Regions from separate parts of the Mus musculus genome. Here region 2 is linked to region 1. The links are chromatin contacts, called in public promoter capture Hi-C maps. All regions are on one chromosome and are shown on one strand. Each heading gives the region's core, a stretch centred on a gene start, on an enhancer-like site or on the middle of the called end of the contact. The rest is flanking DNA. Distances are from core to core; before and after follow the strand shown. Region 1 holds the start of 4930455G09Rik (RIKEN cDNA 4930455G09 gene). Region 2 holds the start of Fhad1os1 (forkhead-associated (FHA) phosphopeptide binding domain 1, opposite strand 1).

Evidence for each region. Promoter capture Hi-C pulls out the DNA fragments that hold promoters and counts their contacts.
Region 2: a promoter capture Hi-C map of second pharyngeal arch cranial neural crest shows a contact between it and region 1, with 2.3 times the contacts expected there. The contact joins the promoter of Fhad1os1 here to the promoter of 4930455G09Rik in region 1. A contact is called at or near these places in 2 of 39 promoter capture datasets (maxillary cranial neural crest and second pharyngeal arch cranial neural crest), 3 of 115 datasets of contacts at active chromatin or transcription factors (bone marrow-derived macrophages, embryonic stem cells and pancreatic cancer cells) and 3 of 9 other capture datasets (adipose tissue, liver and pancreatic islet).

Annotation. Positions count from the first base shown.
Region 1 is chr4:142,016,645-142,019,647 of GRCm38.p6, forward strand. It overlaps 4930455G09Rik (RIKEN cDNA 4930455G09 gene), which reads left to right and starts at 1,254. Exons shown (of 2, transcript NR_131014.1): 1 at 1,254-1,486.
Region 2 is chr4:141,981,482-141,984,664 of GRCm38.p6, forward strand. Fhad1os1 (forkhead-associated (FHA) phosphopeptide binding domain 1, opposite strand 1) reads left to right here and starts at 1,511. Exons shown (of 4, transcript NR_040672.1): 1 at 1,511-1,559; 2 at 1,745-1,887. It overlaps Fhad1 (forkhead-associated (FHA) phosphopeptide binding domain 1), which reads right to left. Exons shown (of 32, transcript NM_177868.4): 5 at 667-909.

The sequences.
Region 1 (3,003 bases), core at 4-2,503:
CCTGTCTGTCTACACCTCTCCAGCGATGGGATTACAAGCTCATGTCCCCGAGTTTACAAGCTGAGGTCACAAGCTCATGGTCCTATGCTAGCTCAGCACTTTGCTGTCCTATCTCCTGAGTTGGACATTTTCAATTTATTTCAAGCATATTGAATCATAACCTGTTTGTAAAGCAGGGAATATCGATAGATGAGTGATAGGGGAAGGGTCAATTCTTAGGCACCATAACTGACAGCTGTCAAAAGAAGGATATCTGCTTGCTACCTGCTACCCCGCCCTCTGGGCAGAGACACCGTCTAGGGAGAAGGGGCCATCTCAGGTCTGCACCCCTCCTCCAAGCTGGGGAGCCCTCAGCGCCCTGTTCTTCCCACTGCATTCAGAGTCTGACTTCTCGCCTGCAACTTCAGCCTCCACAAAATCTCATTGCTCCCAGCCACCTCTCCTGGCTATCCTTGTCCCCTCCTTGGAGACCTCTGGATGGTCCCCCTTCAGTCCCTGCATTCCAGCAGGAGGTGAATCCCGGCTTCAGCTCCAGCCAGGAGAGCTGTAAGGCTTCATGGCTTGGATCAAAGGAAGTGACAGGTTGTGTAAGCTGATCTAGAACCTCCCTCCCAGGCCTGCGATGAAGTCAGTCTCCTGATGAAGTCAGTCTCCTTGATGCTCCCAGAGCCTTGTTGAGTCAATCATCGATATTACCCATCGCATTTCAGCTCCAATAGGCAACAGATCCTAAATGGGACCCCAGACCGGGACCACCATGGGGACCCACAGACTGTGTGGAACCGGATGGTAACAAAGGTCTTTCTGTTCCCCCAATGTCGCAGGTTCTCTGGGCAACGTCTGGAGCGTGCTACATTCATTATCTTTTCTTTTATAAGTGAGTGAGTCAGATTTGAGGGAAATGAGAAGGTGGGAGCCACTGGGATGGGGAGAAGAGTGGTGCCCCAAGCAGGGGTGTACAGTAGTGGGGAGCCCAAGCTTTTTGTTGTTTGGAATAAGTTATGCTGTTTTAAGCAGTTTATTTATTTGCGGGGGTGGGGGAAGGGATGCTTGCCACAGTGCATGGGTGTGGGGTCAGAGGCAGTTCAAGGGAGTCAAATCTCTCCTCTCACTGTGTAGGAACCCGGGGTTGATCTCAGGCCATCAGGCGTGGCCTCGGGCACCTTCATCAGCTGAGCTATCTCAGTCGGAGCCTGGAGCCTTTGTGGGCTTCTTCGCAGCTGACTGATGACGTCAGCTTTAGCCGCTCTGCCACTCACAGAAGCTATGGGCCCCAAGGGAAGGAGGCGTGGGGACTGTGTGCCCAGGGAGATTAGGAAGTGAGAACAGATAACTCGCCCACTTGTGACCGATGAGTGAGCGACGCCCAGTCCACTCGGGCACACAGTGGCTCTCTGAGGAACGTTTCATGGAGGTGCCCTTGTCTCCGTACAGAAGATTCTAGAAGGCTTTGGGTGTGTGTCTGTCAGTGGCAGAGCCGCTTCAGGTGAGAAAGCTTGTTCCAGGCAGCAGCTTGAGGTGACCTCACCCTTTGTCACCCCTCACCTCCTGGAGGATTTATGGCATTGCAAGGATGCTCTCCCGGTGCCTTTGTCATCTCAGAGGTGCAGATGTGGGGCGTGAGGTGACTGTTTTGTGTCATTCCTGGCTCTAACTTTTCCCTTCCTTCCCGAACAGGTTGGTTGGGGCCTCGCTGGTCATTTTTTTTCTCCTCAGGTTTCCTCTGAATCACTCCATTTGGACTGATGGCATCCGGTCTCCTCCCCACGCCCAGCAAAGACTCTCTTTCTCTCTGAGAACAATCGCTCTTTTCTCTCCAAGCCCTGGTCCACCCTCATCTTTTACCCTGTCTTCTCATCTCTCCTGGGAACCGAGTATTGTTCAGAAACTTAAGCCTCAGAGATAGTCCTTTCTAACCCAGGTCTGAATTTGGACCAGTCAAGAGCTGAGAGACAGGAATGATCCCCGGTCACTGGGTTCCAGAAGCACTCATTGCCCTGTGGGACTTGGAACTGGAGTAGAGAAGGGGGGCTGCGGCCTTGTTCTTAAATGACTCCCAACACTCATGTTGAAGGCTTCATCTCCAGTTCATGGTGTTATTGAGACGTGGTGGGAATTTCGGGAGGAGCATGCCCTTAAAGGGAGTCTCTCTTCCTCCCTCTCTCTTTTCTTCCTCCTCTCCTTCCTTCTCCACACCCCTTCCTTCCTCTCCCTCCCAGCCATCACAAGCTGTGCAAACTGACTTTGACACATACTTCATGCCTGATGTTCTGCGGCTTCACAAGGCCAAAACATGGGGCCTGAAACATGTCGGCTGGAACCAGTAAAACCAGGACCACAAACAAACCTTTCTGGTTTGGTAAGCTGGTAGTCTAGGTTGTTTTCTAACATCGAGGAAAAGATGGGGCACACAGGCGAGACAGCCTTCTGCCTCTAGGGTCTGATGGGTCAGAAGAGGAGAATTCCACCTGAGTCTTGAAGAACTTACAGGATTGCGGGATGCAGAGAGGGAGAGAATTTGGGAAGGTGGAGGAAAAAGCTGAGGAGACAGAGGGTGGGAGACAGGCTGGGTGCGGCAGGATGCAGGAGGCAGGTACTGGGACTCAAAGATGGCCCCTGGTCAGCTCAAGTCTGATGGTTTTCATATTATAACAAAAACTTCTTGCAGCATGACAGAACCCAACAACAGCATGAACTGGGTCAGCATGAGAACAGACTCACTGGTCACCATAAACAGATGTCATGAGGTCTTGCCGCTCTTTAGCTCTCAGCAATTGTTCTGACCCCAGATGGAATCTCGGGAGGGTGGTTACCACAGGGCAGTCATAGCTCCAGCCCTTGCATCCTCTCAGCTTTGAATCCCAGAGGGAACCGTGAAGTTCCCCTGCCACCCCAGGCGCCCTACTGAGAGGATCCACCTGAAGATCTCGCTGCTTCTCAGTGTCTCTGATTGGCTCACATGCCATCCCTACAGCTAGAGATGGAGTCTCAACTGCCACAAAG
Region 2 (3,183 bases), core at 261-2,760, 35 kb before region 1:
ATACACCCATACACCCATACACACACACTCATACACACACACACACACAACACACCCTGCTGACACTAAGAGTTGCTCACAGCAGGGCAGGTACGAATGTTCAGGGCTGACTTGGGATTAGATATCTGGAGGAGTTCACCCCTGGAAAAGACTGATTGTCCCGCCCACAGCAGCCACTGATTGCCTGTGGCTCTTCATCCAGGGGTGGGGCCTTGTGAGTCCCCACCCACTTTGCATGCCTTGTGTTTTCATAGGGAGGGATGGAACTCAGGTTCCTGCACTTGCAGAGCAAGTACTTTAGGAGCTGAGCCATCTCCTCGGCCCAATTGCTATCTTTATAAAACAGGAATTTGGATCTAGTTTCCAGAGAATAGAAGCTTTCTGGTAAATGGAGACCAAGTGGGGAACACATTTGATGACACTGCCCATGGTGAAGCCAGGGACCACCACAGTCTCTCGGGGTGGGGGGGGAGGTGTCAGAAGACTGTGACAGATCTAAAGAACATTCTCCAAGGCCCAACACATGCCGCACTGGGAAACAGGGCCTGTGATGGCCTTCTGTCCGTATGCTCTGTGACGTCCCAGATGCCCTCTTCCTATCTGTGCTCGGGCTCCACTCTGACTGTGGTGTTTCTACGCTTTGACGGGCTTGTCCCAGAGTCCTACCTGGCTTTTCATGCTCTCAATCTCCTTCTGCCTGAGATCGTCGCCTTCATCCACGCCCTGGAGCTTCGGGTCACACCTGTTACTCTGCCTGGCTGCGGCGACAGCGGCTGTCTCTGACAACCTTTGGCTCAGGTCGGCCACCTCAGCCTGCAGGTTCATGATCAGAGCGTCTTTATATTTGGACTCCATTTCAAAGTCAGAGAGCCGATTAACCTCTCTCCCCAAGAGCAGAATGATCTCGTCCTGTGTGGGGACAAGAGGGAGGCTTGGTATGGGTGTGGGTGGCAAGCTGGGCCTGTTTCTACAATCTAGGAGGAACTGGGTGTCACTAAGGGAAAGGCAGGTGAGGGGGAGAGGGCAGGCAGAGGGCCTGGAGAGAAGAGAGTTGGGCTAGAACCACATATCCGTACCTAGATGCTTATAATGGAGTCTCCCAGGAATAGAATCTCTTTTTTTTACCCAGAAAAAAAAATACTTTCATGTGGTAAACCACAGCCCCCTGGGAATGTCAGAGGACATTCTGCACACTCCCTTACAAGGCCCATGTTCAGGGTGTTGGAGACCCAGCACAGGTAAATGGATTGGGATACATGGGAATGCACTCTGACCATCAAGAGGACATTATTAGTTTAATAGTTTTTATGTATTCTGAAGAGGTCATTTCTCTCTTTCTCTTCTTCTGGGAGTCCCTGTTTCCCTCTGTCCGCCTCAGGGAAAATGTACTCAGCGAACAGAGTTGAATCAGGAAACAGAACACTGAATGCTTGTGAACACTCGGGTGGGTGGGGGGGTGGGGAGCTGTGGGTGGAGTTCCCCACGGGTGGAGCCAATGTACCTCCTCACTAGGAAAACACGGGAACCAAGACGTCTCTGTTTCTCCAAAGCTGGAACAGGTACCCTGAACCTCTCAGAGTGATGGAAAGACGGGAAAAACTGAATTCTAGCTGTGTGCCTGGGGAAACAGATGGTGTCACGGGCACGAGGAAGCCCACGGGCGTTGCCAAGGACCTCTGGGTCCTTGTGAATGTCTGTTACAGCTCTTCCAGGAGACTCTGTTTCTTTTGTTCTGTATCTTCAGCATTTTACCCAGCCTCATCCACAGCGAGCCACCCTGGGCCTCCACACTCAGCAGCACAGAATTGATTATCTTTTTGTGCCACAGAGATCTACTGGGCACCTACTGTGTGCTGGGCTCTGCACTGGATGTAAACAAACCTTCAGGTACAGTGTCCTGCCGTGGTTTTCGTTCTCTCTGGTGCTGTCCCTGGTCTCTATGCCCTCCTTAAGGGAATGTCATCTGCTCCTTCCGGGTGGCTTTGGTAAGAGTGGATGTCAATCAAGTAGCTCACTTCCTGTCCTTCCTGCTCCTGTCCCTGTGACCCAGGCTGGTCAACCAGTTGTTTCTGGTGTGGATTTTGGGTCGGGGCAGGGGTTCCCCCCTCTCTTTGTATCATGGACTTTAAGTACAGAGCTTGACCATAATCATCCGGTCAGCACAGGGAGCTAGCCTGCTGGGGACTGTCAAACTGCAGGAAAAACAAAGAGTAGAACAGGCAATGGGGACATTCCAATGACATCCCTGAAGATCCTGGATGTACCATGCCTGAGGCTTGATAGCCTTTCTTTTTTCTTTTTTAAAACTATTTACTTGTTTTATGTTTATAAGCATACTGTAGCTATCTTCAGAAACAACAGAAGAGGGCATCAGATCCCATTACAGATGGCTGTGCGCCACCATATGGTTGCTGGAAGAGTAGTCAGTGCCTTTAACTGCTGAGCCATCTCTTCAGCCCCGCTTGCCAGCCTTTCAATAAGACTAGCTAATGAACATTTTCCACCCCCATTGTTGACTGCCACTTGTCCTTGAAGGTGCTTGGGAAATCAGGGCATAAAAGGTTCAAAACAGCAAAAACAATTCGGTTTTCACTTTGTTCCCACCTTAATAGGAGTTACGACGACAGCGGTAGATCAAATGTGACAAAAACTTTGTGGCTTTTGTCACTGAGTGGTATCAATGTCTACTGTCCACCAAGCAAGTCTGTGGCTCCAGGGGATGGATGGAAGCTAGCAGAGGTCACAGTACAGAGTGAGCTCTGAGTAAGCTGTCGGGATGCTGTGGTATCTGCCCTGGGGACCTGGGGGCTGCTCTGCTGGGGAGACACTGCACGAACAGGGCTTGCCATTTCCCCATCTGGCTGAAGGCCCAGACCTACGGCTGCTACCACCTAAGAGCATCAGCCCACAGCACTCTGAGTTGACTGTAGCTGTGTATAAGCACCCACAGGGGAATGCCATGCAAGCCAAATCACGGGAGACACAGGAATGGTGGAGACACTAGAGTTTGGGGTGGCTTGCTGCCGGGTGACAGACAGTAGCTTCTCATTGTACCACAGTACCTCACAGTCTGGTCTCAGGACACCAACCTCAGAACTGTCTCCTGGCCCTAGCTACAACGCTCTTAAGACCATGATCCCGAGTGTCAAAGGACCCGGTATTCCTGCAAGAACTTCTTGGGCT